Regions from separate parts of the Gossypium hirsutum genome. Here region 1 is linked to region 2. Evidence: chromatin contacts called from public Hi-C data. All regions are on one chromosome and are shown on one strand. Each heading gives the region's core, a stretch centred on a gene start, on an enhancer-like site or on the middle of the called end of the contact. The rest is flanking DNA. Distances are from core to core; before and after follow the strand shown. Region 1 has its middle 24 kb from the start of LOC107910586. Region 2 has its middle 8.9 kb from the start of LOC121214520.

Evidence for each region. A called contact is a pair of places that touch in the nucleus more often than the background predicts.
Region 1: a contact with region 2 is called in a Hi-C map of leaf, with 2.5 times the contacts expected there. The contact joins two enhancer-like sites. A contact is called at or near these places in 12 of 34 Hi-C or Micro-C datasets (anther, callus, hypocotyl and 2 more).

What each region holds. Positions count from the first base shown.
Region 1 is chrD02:13,986,200-13,993,741 of Gossypium_hirsutum_v2.1, forward strand. No RefSeq gene overlaps it. Among protein-coding and RNA genes, the nearest start is that of LOC107910586, 24 kb to the right of the region's middle. Within about 2 kb of position 1,277, at least 9 of the 9 cell types and tissues checked have an H3K27ac peak or open chromatin away from gene starts, as enhancers often do. A contact at or near this core is called in hypocotyl and leaf, where this site is marked.
Region 2 is chrD02:13,924,315-13,931,831 of Gossypium_hirsutum_v2.1, forward strand. No RefSeq gene overlaps it. Among protein-coding and RNA genes, the nearest start is that of LOC121214520, 8.9 kb to the left of the region's middle. Within about 2 kb of position 5,742, at least 9 of the 9 cell types and tissues checked have an H3K27ac peak or open chromatin away from gene starts, as enhancers often do. A contact at or near this core is called in hypocotyl and leaf, where this site is marked.

The DNA of each region.
Region 1 (7,542 bases), core at 27-2,526, 57 kb after region 2:
ATTGAACACCCAAACTTTAGAATTTTCTAACGAAACTTTAATACCAACTCAATGACACTCTATTTTAATATTTATTCCTAGTACACTATTCACTATTTCAAAAATTTTCCTAACTTCCCATTTAATTTATACTCACTAAATTAATAATATTTTCTACTCATTTGTCAGATTTAGTGATCTCGAATCACCATTCTAACACCACTGAAAATTTAGGCCATTACAGACCGACTCGTTTTTCCAACTGTACGCCAAACAACTCCAACCCAACGCCCACTTTTTGAATTGAAATTGAATGAACTTTAAGTGATGAATATGTATTATTTCATATACTAAAGAGATAGCAAATACCGTGTTGAAAAGTTTTTTAGTAGAGGTTCATATCTCACGATATTTTGTTGGAGCGATAACCGGGCTAAAGCTAAACGAGACTTAGTAAAGCATGAGATTAATCATGCTAGTTGATGTATGGAAATGATTTTAAATGAAAATAGTGAAAGGTGGAAAGGGAAAGGGACTTAAGAAGTAATTTAACCAAAATAATGAAATGAAAAAAGAATGGCAGAATGCCTGCACATTAGCTTTGATGCGTGAAAGAAAAGAAAGAAAGAAATTGCATTCAATTTCCAAATGTATTCCAGTGTGTTTTCAAAGGCCACCAACACTAAGTATATATATACATTCCTCATGCTAAATTTAGTAAGATTTTGTTTTCCTAAAAAATATCAACTAAAAATCAATTCATACTATTCATAGAATTTTGACAATTTCAAAATAAAAATTTGATTTTAACCAGTCAACCACTAATTCTTCAATTCTTCAACTTGGCCCTCCTCTTTGTTTTTTCGTTCCAATTTAGCTCATTTTGTTTGATTTTGAATTTCAATATTTCAATTTCATCCCTGATAAGAAAGACACAAATTTAATAGCATTTTATTAAAAAATTAGCTAAAAATGAATACATTAAAAAGCACAAAATTAACTTGTTATCATACTCCACTGGGGAGAACTTATAAGACATTCAACAAAAATATTCAACATTCGATCCTTGAGGACAATGATCTGGTTCAAGGAGGGGAGTAATTATAATGGAAGAATGCAACAAAGATCAAGTGTTTGAAATTCTGTTATTTTTGTTATTATTTTAATTAGTGCAATTGTTAAAACGCTACGTTTTGGCGTTAAAAACTTGAAACGGTGTGTCGTAGCTAGGGTCTGAGTCATGTTCAAAACGATTCATTTTGAGGTTATACCGTTCAATGAAACGGTGCGTTTAAGGCAGCTGTTAGTAACAACTGACCAGACTGTTTCAGAAACCATTACTTTCCCTCTTAAGCACCATCCATGAGGGAAAACTGTTAAGCAAATTTTGGAATTGATTTTGCACATCTCTCATCTTCCTCTCTCTCTTTTCCTCTTCTCTGGCAAAATCTTTTGTTCGATTTCCTCCCTTATCAAAATTGAAGAATGTTAATTACTTACCCAGTTTCAGAATAAAGAATGGGTCACGATTCAGCTTTCGGAATTTTTTGTTGAATGGGAAAAAGGATCGAATTTGGGTGTTTCTCAAATTTGAGGGGTTAGGACTCTTCGGATTTTGGGGTTACTCTAATAGCATCATGGTAAAATTTTCAGCGGAATGCCATTCTTGGAGTGAATGTACCCGTTTTCCTTTTTCCCTTTATTTCATTGAATCACGTGTTCAAATTTTATAAATTAAAATTTCATCATTAAAATAAAAAGAAAAACAAAATTTTCATGTCACTTTTGTAAACAGGAGAATTTGACAATGTTAAAAATTCTTCTTATTTATATTTTTTAAATATTACAACAATTAAATTGATTTATTTAATAATATAAGGATTAATTTGATTCACTTGCTATAATATAAGGTCTTTACAAGTACATTTACTGAATTCAATGTCATATCAATAAATTTATAAAAAAAATTTAATATTATCAGTTGAATCTGAATTTTGAAATTTAAAAAATATAAAAATTAATTTCTTAAAAATAAAAATACAAGGAATAAATTTCAATATTTCAATATTTTAACCTATTATTAACTACTTGCAATTATATTAATATAAATTTTGAAAATTAAAAAATGGAAAAGGACTTCAATAATAATGATGCAAAATCTCAAGATCTAGATCAAATAATAAGAAATGAGAATTGAAGATTGAAGACAAGATTTATGTGTTTTTATTTATTTATATATATTTTAAATTTATTATTATATTTTTTTGAAAATATTTATGTATTTTTATATTTTTTTAAATTTTTTAGAATTAGGATCAAATTGAGACAATTTGTAATTTTTTAGGGTTAATTTTTTAAAATTATGACTAAATTGATATAAGATGTAAAAGTTGAGGACTAAATTTGTTATTATACTAATCTTTAGCTTACCGTTTGTAATTTTAACAGAAGTGACCAAAATGATCAAACTATGTAACGTGAGTACTTAAATTGTAATTTTTTATTATTTTAAGTCTTGAATAAAAAATTGTGATAATTAGATTACACTAAAATGAAAACAAAAGAGAAGTAAAAGGCTTATTGATGTTGCAATGGGGCGAAGGATGAAAGGGTTGCTGCGGAATGTTGTTGTACGCCCAAACCTTTGGAATACTTGCTCCAAAATGCTAATGATGGAACCACATTTCCTTATGCAACTCTTTTGAAGTTTATTTTTGAATTTTAAAATCTAAAAATTTTATAATTTTTATAAACTTTGGAAATAAAATTTCTTTTTTAAAAAATTAAGAGAATATTTTTTAAGTCCTAACCCTTTATTAATAAGCCAAAATTATATAGTAGATTTAATATACTAATTATTTAACATAAATAACTTATTTACACCATAAATGAATTAAAAAGATGATAAATAGGGTAATATCCATCCAACCATGAATAGAGATAGCTTTATTAAATTTCTTTGTTCCTAAATATAAATTTTCCCCCTTAAATTTGACAATTTAGTCTATTTTGGTATTTGTATTCTTTTTTTATTTTGATTCTTGAATTTGACAATTAGATTCATTTCGATTTTTAAATTTAGATTCTGTCAAGATTTGATGATGTGACTAGTGTTACTAGAAAATGATCGAATCGGACAAATTGAGAACCAATTGATATAATTGCTCGAACAAAACGGTTGAGCCGATTGACTTGTAAACCGCTTGAAATTGGTAAAAATTAAAATCGGGATAAAAATCAACAACTAAACAAGTTGATCCGATTTAATAAATTTTTTATATTTCTATTTTTTTAGATTGTAATGAATTTTTAATTAATTAATTAATTATTATTGGTTGAAGGTCGAATTGATCGAACTAGTTGAATCGAGAACCAACTGTCTTATTAGAACACTAAATGTGACACTTTGAGATTATACCACATCATCACCTGAAGTTATATATATATATATTAGATTTTAAGTGATGATGTGAAACAATCTCAGAGTGTCACAGCACCAAACTTTTATATTTTTCAAGTTCAAGAATCAAAGCGGACCTAGTTGTCAAATTTAAGTACAAAGTGGATAAAAAAATACAAATACCAAAAATTATATTATCCCTTTAATTAAATCAAAGCTCTTACTTTCTTCTAAACTATGAAAGATCCTAGGCGGAATTTCCTCTTGCTATGTTGCCCAAAATCTCTTGGATTGGTCCCTTGAATCTTCACTCAATTCGGCCTACAAAAATAAAACAAGGCACAAGAATGGGCGGCATACCCATTGGATATTTAACCCAACATATACAAGTCCATATAACCTAAATATGGAAATTACTTGAAACGTATTTACAAAGAATTATTACAAAGTAGCAAAAATGGAAAAAAAAATGAAATAACCAACTAAAAAACATTAAGAATGCTACTTTTGACAATTTCTCGATTTCCCAATCTCTATGAGACAATTCTGAAGAATTATTCATTTTTTTGGAAACCAAGTTAGAGAGTCGAGAGGCTTACTAAAACCATATTGATAAAATATCTGAGTTAAATTTGTTGATAAGCTAATTAAAAACATTTATAATTGACGAAAACTATTAACGTCAAAATTAATTATATTTAGTTATTCACTTTTAAAATTAAAAGGGATTAAATTACTCTTATTATTTTGAGAGAGACCAATTTGCTTCGAAATTGAGAGAAATTACTTAGGTCCTTTTACTAAAAATGTTTCTCTAAAAAAAATCTAAAAAGACAATAAAAATTCAATATTGAAAATTACCAAAAATATAAAATAATGTAAAAGTTAAAAATTTTAAAAAATAATAATTTTACAAAGTGAAAAATGGTAGCTCCTTGAAAGGAAACTTTTCAAGAACTCCTAGATTCATCCAACGAAGTACAGTGGTGAAGGTACATGAAAGATGGAGTCAATTGACCCCAGGAAAAATTACTTCATAAAAAAAAATTAAGTATTTGATTCCACAGAACAATTTGAAAAAAAAAAAACTTACTAAAATCCAAAATTCATTATTTGTTATATTTTCTTACAAATTTATCATTTTTCCTGTTGTTTAATTTAGTAACAATTCTTCTTTTCTTTTTTAAGTTTTAATGATTATTTCCTAAAATAAAGAATTGTGGCTTTTTGGGTTTTTAATTTGGCCAAATTCTATTATTAGACTTTGTACTTTGCATTAGTTATGGATTTAGTAGTTGTATTTTAATTTGATCATTTTTTGTCCCTATACTTTTAGAATTTGAAAACTTTAGTCCTAACAAATATTATAACTATTAAATTCATAAAGTAATGTTTTTTTTTAAATTTGATGTGTCAAACATAATTTTCAATGTGTAATGCTATGTTTGTTTGTTATTTTCATATATTGCTCACAAAAGATTAGTTAATAGATCTAACATCTGTCGTTTGCATTAATATTAAAATTTTGAAATTCACAAAATATAGCAACTAAGAATGATCAAATTGGTGAACAAGGACTAAATCTATAACTTTACACATAATATAGGGCTAATAACATAAGTTAACCAAATAAATTTAACTGTTACCATTGAGTCAGGATTAAAATTTCAAAATCCGAAAAGTATATGGACTAAAATTGATAAAATTAGTGTACAAGTACTAAATTCACAATTTACACAAAACACATGGTATAATAGCAGAATTTGACCTTTAATTCTTTATGCAATATTAAGTTTTTATTGTGCTTATTATCTTGTATTTCTTAAATATATATTAGAAATTAACATTTTTATTTAAAAATTATTGTTGTTAGTGTGATTATTGTATAGTTTGTGTTTGTGTTCATCTTATATTTTACTATTGTGTTGTCCTGACATCAATACCAAAAAGTAGCTTTTATTTTTATAAAGTAAATTATGTTTTATTCCCTAACCATATGCAAGATTGCAAATTAATGGTATGCATTAAAAAATATAATATTTATAAAAATGTACAAAATGGTGGTAAAATTTTGACTAAAAATAAATATATTGATAATGAAAACTAAATAAATTAAAGTTCATTATTTGACTTAGTTATCAATTAGAAGATTTAGCTTGTATAAATCGATATTGATTTAATACTAATAATATAATTAGCTTTATGAAAATTTGTATGTGTTTAAGGATTATATTTATTTAGTTACTATTTTAATAGTCTTACACTTAACCATATCATATGCTGGTTTAATGAGTGTTGATGTTATGTATTAATTTATACAAAATTTTTAAATGTTTATATTTTTTAAAATTTTAAATTCATAATCAAATTTTAAAAATCTTCAATTTCATTTAATGCACCTTACTCTTAGTGATTAGATCACTTGTTAAACCAAGGTCTTTTGGATAAATGGCGGTTGTGATATAGTGGAATCTTTTACTTCACAGCTTTGTAACTAATCTCACAATTATTACTGTTTTTAACCTTATCGAAGGTAAACATATCGTCCATCCAAAGGCACCCTAAAGTGTTATATGTGATAATTAATGTCGATAATGACAATAGAATGATCGCAAAGCAATAAAAATAAGAAAAATAAGAATACACAGATTTTACGTGGAAATTTTTTCGAGAAAAAACTACAGGCAGAGGAGAAAAAATTCACTAACTTTGAAAAACTGATGATATAGAAGGAGTTTCGACTACATCTATTTAAGGGTTGAAAAATTATGTTCTAATCAAATCCAATAGTAGAAGTATAGTTATATATGGACTCAACTTTGTGCAATATGGTACGTACCGCGGTCCCAATCCTAATCCAGTTTTGTGCTTAATACGGATTTGTGGCGGGCTTCGACCTCTCACTCCTATAGATCTCCTTATTTTGTCACTGTAAAAAATAGAATGTCGGTAATAACAATATATCACAAAGAAAAGAGTAATAAAAATAAAGAACACACAGATTTTTACGTAGAAACTCTTTTGGGAAAAACCATGGGCAAAGGAGAAAAAAATTCACTATGTCGAAATCGAATGATTACAAGAGGAGTAGATTATATCTATTTATAGGCTTGTAAAACCATATTCTAATAGGAGTGTAGTAAGATTGAAACACCTTATTCTAATCAATATCAAATAGATGTAGTTTAGTAAGGTTTAAAAAACCTTGTTCTAAAATAAAATAAAAGAAGTATAATTCTATAGAGATTTTATTTTTATTTTATTTTACCACTATATTTTATTTAAATAAGGATTCAGGTCACTTAATTCTAACAATATTTACCTTGACACGAATTCTTAATGAACAAGTTCTTCCTCGCGAACTCCCAATGAACAAGTTCTCCACCTCTTCCATAAAACCCCTTAAGGGTTTAACTTTAACAATGAACACCAACCAAGTCTAAGCAATGCTCAAACTTGGTTATAGGAAGTAACTTAGTCATCATATCTGCAGGATTTTCATGAGTACTAATTTTGCTTACAACAATATCACCACGAGCAATAATATCATGAACAAAATGATACCGAACATCAATGTGTTTTGTTCTCTCATAAAACATTTGATCTTTTGTAAGGAAGATGACACTCTGACTGTCACAAAATACTGTATTGATTTGAAGGTCTTCATTGAGTTCACTAAATAGTCCCTTCAACCAAATAGCTTCTTTACAAGCCTCAGTAATCTCCATGTACTCAGATTCAGTGGTAGACAAAGCAACTGTAGTTTGCAAAGTGACTTTCCAACTGATTGCACAACCTCCGATTTTAAAGACATAACCTGTGAGAGATCTTTTTCTATCAAGGTCTCCAGCAAAATCAGCATCAACATACCCAATGACCCCATCTCTGGTTCTTCCAAACTGTAAGCAAACTTTAGTAGTACCTCATAAGTATCTTAAAATCCATTGAACTACTTTCCAATATTCTTTACCGGGATTCGCCATATATCTGCTAACTACACTGACTGCATATAACAAATCTGGACGTGAACAAACCATAGTATACATGAGAGATCCCACTGCACTAGAGTATGTAACATGTGACATGTACTCAATCTCATCATCTGATTATGGAGACAAAGCCGATGAAAGTATGAAATGGGCTGCTAAAGGAGTACTAACAAG
Region 2 (7,517 bases), core at 4,492-6,991:
TAATCAAAATTTGAAAATATTTTATTTTTTAATTACAATAATTAACATGATAAAATATTTCTTATTTGAATTATTAAATATAATTAAAATACATTAACTTATCAATTTAAATATTGTAATAGAAATTTTTTAAATAATAATTAAATCATTTTTAACATATTCAACATATAATATATTTTACTTTATGTAATTAATGCAAATTAACATTATTCAAAATAATAACTAATTAACTCTAATATTAATTAAGTGATAATTAATATGCTTAGAATTTTATTTAGTAATAATTCTATTTTACATCAATAAAATTAGTACTATTTTTTTAAAAATAAAATTAATACAACTTCCTTTTTATGTCAAATTTTTTAACTAATAGTTATAATTATATCTATATTTAAGCTTTTTTTTTGCTATATTTTATGCTTAAATTTGTATTCAAGTGCCGTTTGAGTCTTAGCTCAGTTGGTATCGGTATTGTTGCCAATATAAGAGTATGTGGGTTTGTTGAGGGGGCTATGGGTAGTTCTAGGCATTGTATCAAAAAATAAAGCTTAGGAATCGTGATACTACACTTATATAAAAGGAAGGAAATCTAAAAAAAAAAATCTATTCAATTAATAACTCTATTTTAGAATTAGCAGGTCGTTTCTTTAATAATAATTGTAAATTAAATTACAATTATTTTTAAAAGTGTAATTCTAACAACTTCAATTTCTAATAAATTATAATTATTTTTAAATTTGAATTTAATAATTCAATGAAAAATAAAAGATATTCTTGTTAGTTCAAAAATTCTTCTAAACTTGTGCTTTTATATATATTATGGATAACAAACATTGTTAGAAGAATATTTCTGTCCTTGTATATTTTATATAAAATTTAGAAAAATAAGTATGATAAAACACTATAATATTCAATATCTCAAATTTAACTAATATAAAATTTAAAAATTAGGATAGTTAAAATAATGTGAGTGTGAAAATATTGGCAGGTTAGTTCAACTCATTTAAATTTGGTTTTTCAGGGACCACTTTTCTTGTCTTTAAATAAGGCCCACTTACTTTGGTTCCAAGACAAAGTGATTGATATTTTCCCAAACAGAAGTCGAAGTGTTTATAAAATTTTAGGGTTTAGGGTTAAAATAAAATTTTCGAATATCTGCTGAGAAAAAGAAAAGTGAAAGCTGATATAGCCCAAATGTCAATCCCACAAACTACACAACTCGATTCATAATCATAAGCTCGACCTTCTAAAGTGGGACCTTCTACTTTTCTTTTCCTCTGGCTCACCCCTCTTCTTATGGACTTTTTACTGTCAACATTTTGCTTAAATATTATATTCTTTTACATAATTAAGATATAATTTTTAATTATTTTTCGATTATATGAGTTATATATATTGTTTTTAAACAATAATACAATGTTTATATCTTTAGTTTGGAAGGGATTATGATTAGGGAAATGGCGAAATTATTATACATTAACTTGAAAGATTAAAGTTGGAGTTTTATTAAGCTTATAATGAATAAAAAATATTTATTAGTATACTTGATCATGGCTCAGGTTGGCTTAAAATTTTAGGTCCATTTTCTAGGTTCGGGTCCGTCTTTGTTCGAAAAATAAGTTTAAAATTTTGTCCAAGGCCAATATTATTTTTTAAATTATTCTTTTATGTAAAAAAATTAAAACATATAATATATGAAATACACTAAAAATATTAAAATAAATGTTTCTCAAAAAATTGAAAATACATTAAAAAATATTTATACTTAAATGACATTAAGATAATTGCAACTTAACAAACAAATACCTCTAAAATAGTAGCAAAATTAACAATAAAACGAGAGGTATATAATATCCAAACAATAACAATATAATAACAAAATAGTAGTAAAACAACAACGAAACAGTAGCAAAATAACAACAAAACAGTTGATTTGGGTTAGGCCCAGGTCAAAAAATCCTACCCGAGGCTCAACTCATTTAAAAAACGGACCTTATTTTTTGTCAAAGCCCATTTTTCGAATTTATATTTTTGCTTAAACCTTCACAATTTTTGAACGAACCTTCAAACTTTTTGTCTCATACTATAGTATTTAATTTCATCATCACCGCTGTTTTTACACTAACCGCAGTAAACACACCGCCCATCCAAACCCATCCTTAATAGAGTAAAAAAAATTGAAAAAATGAAAAATTAGTGGGTAGAAAAATAGAATGATGAAAATATTTCTTTTCATAAGCATACTTAGTAGGAAATGTAGAAAAAATAAAAACACATCCATTGTTTAGTAGAGTCAAAAATTGAAATGAAAGAAAACTGAACATATAAAAAATATATAATTTTGAACTAATATACACTCCTATCTCGCTTTCCCTTCTCTCATCATTTTAAATTGGAAGAATTGATTTTTATGCATTAAGTTAAAAAACTGATCATCTCTTTTATTTTTGTTGTTCTCACTTTTCTCCACTGTTAAACACACTCAAAATTTATTTTCTTTTTACTTTTCCACTCTCTTCTTCCATCCCTTCACTTTTCCACCTTAAGGCTACACTTGGTTAAGCGAAAAAGTGAAAGGAGAGAAGAGAACAAAAAATTAAAAAGAAAATAAATTTTAAATTGGCTCCAGTGAGTAGAGTTTCATGGAAAGATAAGTTATTGGGCAGGGAAAGTACTGGTTCTTCGGCCTCACCCACGATCTCGGTTGATTCTCCTGATTTAGATCTAAAGTTTGAAGATGGGGACATTCTTAGATCCACCCTGAACAAAATCCTTGCCATCGACTTCTCGGAACGATTCAAAAGGATACTGGTAAAGGATATGGAGACTACTATCGTCTTCAAACTTTTGGGGTGTAATATAGGATATGGCGTCCTCTATAATCAAATTTCCAGTCTCTGGAAACCCTCCCAAAATTTTCGACTAATGGACGTGGAAAATGGCTATTATTTAGTCCGATTTCAAAACAAGGTTGATTACGGTATGGCTCTGACTCAAGGTCCATGGATAGTGTTTGGATACTATCTTACAGTACAGCCCTGGATGGTGGATTTCATGTTGGGACCGCTGGTACACCCCGTGGCGCAGTGGAAAAAAATATTCTAACGATCCACAGCCAAGGATCTATGGACGAGGAATGAGTCGGGTTGAAATAGGGTTAAAAATATACCTTCTTTATTGAAAACGTTGAGGATGTTGTTGATTCAATATCGATTCCAAGCCACAACGAAAACATCTCGGCCTCTACGTAGTCCACACCATAAAAAACAAACAACCACTTTCTCTTGAACTTTTTCATAGAGAATTAGAAATGGTTGCTAGACCTTTTAAATTATTAAGTAGGTAACCTTCATACACTAAGGGATTATCTTCCTTTTATCCTCTTTGATATCACATATTAAAAAGGAAAATCAGAATTATTCCCTTATTAATAGAGAAGGCAAATGAAAAGTTAGAAAAAAGAATTATATTCTTTCCAAAATAATATTAATTTTCATGTATTGTATATTTTGACCGAAATTAATTAATATAACTGTTTATATTAATAAATTTGATAAAATATATACAATTAATATTTTGTATGAATCAAATTCATATATTAATTATATTCTTTCCAAAAGAATATTAATTTACATGTCTGTTATATTTTGACCAAAATTAATTAATATAACTGTTTATATTAATAAATTTGATAAAATATATAAAATTATATTTTGTATGAATCAAATTTATATATTAATTATATTCTTTCCAAAAGAATATTAATTTTAATGTCTTTTATAATTTGACTGAAATTAATTAATATAACTGTTTATATTAATAAATTCGATAAAATATATACAATTAGTATTTTGTATGAATCAAATACATATATTAATTTTATCTATGTTCTCTATTTGTGTACAACAAGTTTGTACATATGATGTGTTTAATATTTAATTATCAAATTAAATTAATTCAACAATTAATTTAATTCGTGTGACAACTAAATACAATACCAAATGTATTTGGATTCTGTTCATTTCAATTATAGGGTGTGACCCTGTAGGCTCTTATAACGCTCGTACTAATATTGGAACGTTTATAATATTACAAGCAATGAGTGGCATCTAGCAATGCATCATTGCCACCCAAGTTAGAAGAAGTCGTGATTCGACACAACCTTTCTTTGATAATCTTTTCATATATTATATCCTTTTATCCTTAATATCTAGATTAGACACAAGTCATGGAATAGTCACACTTGTCTAGTCCAATATCATATTTCTTGATTTTTTGAGCAAACTACTATAAACAAATAAGTGTGATATCTCATATCAACTTATTCGAGCATGACCATTCATTTATAGTCTCATTCCATCAAGAGACCTAAGATATTGCTCCCATTATGTAGGAGAGATAAATCCTATCTTGATCAACCATATCATTACATGGATTGTGGTATATCGAACATCAGTCTTTATAGTACAACTTGTTACGATAGACATTTTTTGATTGTATCAAAATATATGACTCATAATGTTGGGACAGTGATGATCTCAATTCTAAGGATCATATACATAGTTATCACTATGAGTAATATTGTGACTATTACATAATAATTCAAAAAACATACTCATAGCAGATCAGTCCAATATGTTGTTCTCTAATACATACTCATGTATTGATTTTGACATCCCTATGTCAATGACAACTTTTTGTCATCAATCAACTACACATTATTCTCAATGCATTATTGTTATTCAAGCCCACAATAATACTTGACTAAGGACCTTTTAAGAATAATTATATTTTCTTAGGACTTTATTACAATTCAATTTATTTATATACACAAAAAGAAATTGAAATAATAATGGAAATACCTCGTATTAATAAATAAGGTAAAACAAGCATGTGATTACAATAATATCATGATTGGTTTTGGGCATACTCTAACATTTCAACCCGTTGAGACCTTTCCGAAGCATGTTGCTGGCTTGGATCCATTTCCCTGGTTTACTGGGATTTCTATACAAAAAATACGTTTTGGAGGAGATCGAAAGTTTGGTTAAAAAAAGTGGAAAAGTTAGATATCAAGAAAAACATTGGAGCAAGAGGTCAGTTTAGCAAGATGGCGATGTTTTTCGGTCTAGAAAAACCACTTATCTCGTAAGTTATGATTAACGAGAGGGTTCAAAGGGTGGAGTTTGAGGCTTTACCCGCGATATGTTTTACCTGTGGCAAATACGGGCATCTAAAAAATTTGTCCTTTTTTTTTACTGGTCGGAGCAATGATGATGGAAAAGGAGAAGCTTCGAACTCGGTGGAGATTAAACCAACTCTGGCGATGACGGAGGAAGCTTTCGATCCCTGGATGGTCGTTGAGTGCAAGTCTAGGTGCAACCAGGCAGACAACAAAATCCAAAATACAAAAAATACAGAGGAAATTTTGGCAGGTTCTAGATTAACGACGATGAATCTACTGGGTAAAGATTCTATGAGATTGAAGGAAAAGGAAGCTGATTTTATGGGGACTAGGTTCGAGAAGGGAGATTTTTGAAATCTTTAAATGACAAAAAGCTGTAGTCAAATTTTGGGCCAACGGGTGAGGAATCTTTAGGTAAGAAGGCACTAGGCCAGGACAGTGTATCTGGGTCTGGAAAATAAAACCCAACAATTGGGTAGATTTCGGTTGCTAATGAAAAAATCCAGTTGAGGTATGGGTCGCATATGGTGTCAAATTTTGGACCAACGTGTGAAGAATCTTTGGGCAAGAAGGCGTTAGGCTAGGATAGTGTATCTAGGTCTGGAAAACAGAACCCAATACTGATTAAAAACCCTAGGCAGATTTCGGTTGATAATGAAAAAATCCAATTGAAGCTTGGGTTGCATATGGGGGTGGTCATTGGATCAGAACAAGTAGAGGCTCAGACCAAAATTATTGAAGCTGGTGGACATGCTGTAAGTGATTCGCTGGTTGAGGTGTATTGACCCAAAATTCACGGGCATCAGAAAAGTACATTGTCAGGCATCCGTCTTAATGAAATGGGTTCGTAAATAATTATTAGAAATATTTATGAGTCTAGTAGTGAGCTTAATTAAGTTTTAATTAGGTGAATTTAGCTTAATTAAGAGTAATTGCGAAAAAGGATTAAATTGAATAAAGGGTAAAAGTTTAATTATAGATTAAAGAAAAACTTAAGGGGATAAATAAGCAATTAGACTAATTTCTTAGAATGAGGGGGTTAATGAGTATTAAATCTTGAGATTTTGTTATTAATTTATTATTATAATTATAATTATTAAATATTATTATGGTTTTCTATTTAAATATTATTATTAATATTATTATATTATGAAATAAAATAAATTTAGACAAGTGTATGGTGATAAGATGGTACAAGTGTAATAATATATATATACACTTGTATTATAATTATTTATTTACTTAAAATTTAAGTAAAAGATATTTATGAATTAAATATTATTATTATATTATATTATTATAATGTATTATTATTAATATTATTAACTAATATATATATAATAAAGTAAAATAACAAAAGAAACAAAAGGGAAAAAGAAACAGAAGCTTTCGAAACAGGGAGAAAGGAAAGAAGAAAAGAAAAAGAAAAGGAAAATTTAGGGTTTAAGGTTTTAAAGCTTTAAAAGGTAAGTCAATTAAGTCCTTTTCTCTTAATTTTGATGTTTTAGAAGCTTTAGAACAAAAATTAGGTTGAAGTTTTAAAAGTTCTTAGGTTTTTGAATATAGTTCATGTTGAACAAAATAATGAATTACGGGTTTAATTGAATGAATTTCAAGTTAGAATTGATTAAAGAATTAAAATTGTAAACTAGGTTATAAGTTTTACATAGTAGGGATTAAATTGAAAGAAGTTTAAAATTATGGTTTTAATATGAACATTGAATAGTCAAGTTGAATATGGAAAGATATTAAGTACAAATGAAGTGTAAATTGAGTTAGAAAAGTAAATGAGTTAATTAGGATTAAATTGGAATTAGGGTTTAAATTGAAAAGAAATTCAATTAATTATTGTAAATTAGTGTTGTATTAATAATGAAAAATTATTATTATTTTCATAACTAACAAAGAACCCGAGGCATCAGTACACAAAGGAAAGGAGAAGGCTATTGAGGACTAAAACGAGAAATTCACGGTTTGTATTACTATAATTCAAACTACTATTTATTAAATGTTATATTTAAATTTATGTGTATGGTAAGTAAAATTTTAAGGTAGGCATCAGTATTGAAATGAATGAAATCGAGATGAAGTATGATTATGTATGAATATTTGATAGTATATTGTTGGAAAGTGGAAAAGTGTATCGAATTGAATTGTACATTGAAAGTGAAATTGAAATTGAGAAAGTGATTTGAATACCCTATTAACTAATCGGGCTTAGTCGGATATAGTTGGCATGCCATAGGATTGGAAGAGTACGGGAATTTATCGGCTTTGTCGATCAGGCACTATATGTGTCGTATTAGGCACCACGTGTGTCGTTTCAGGCACT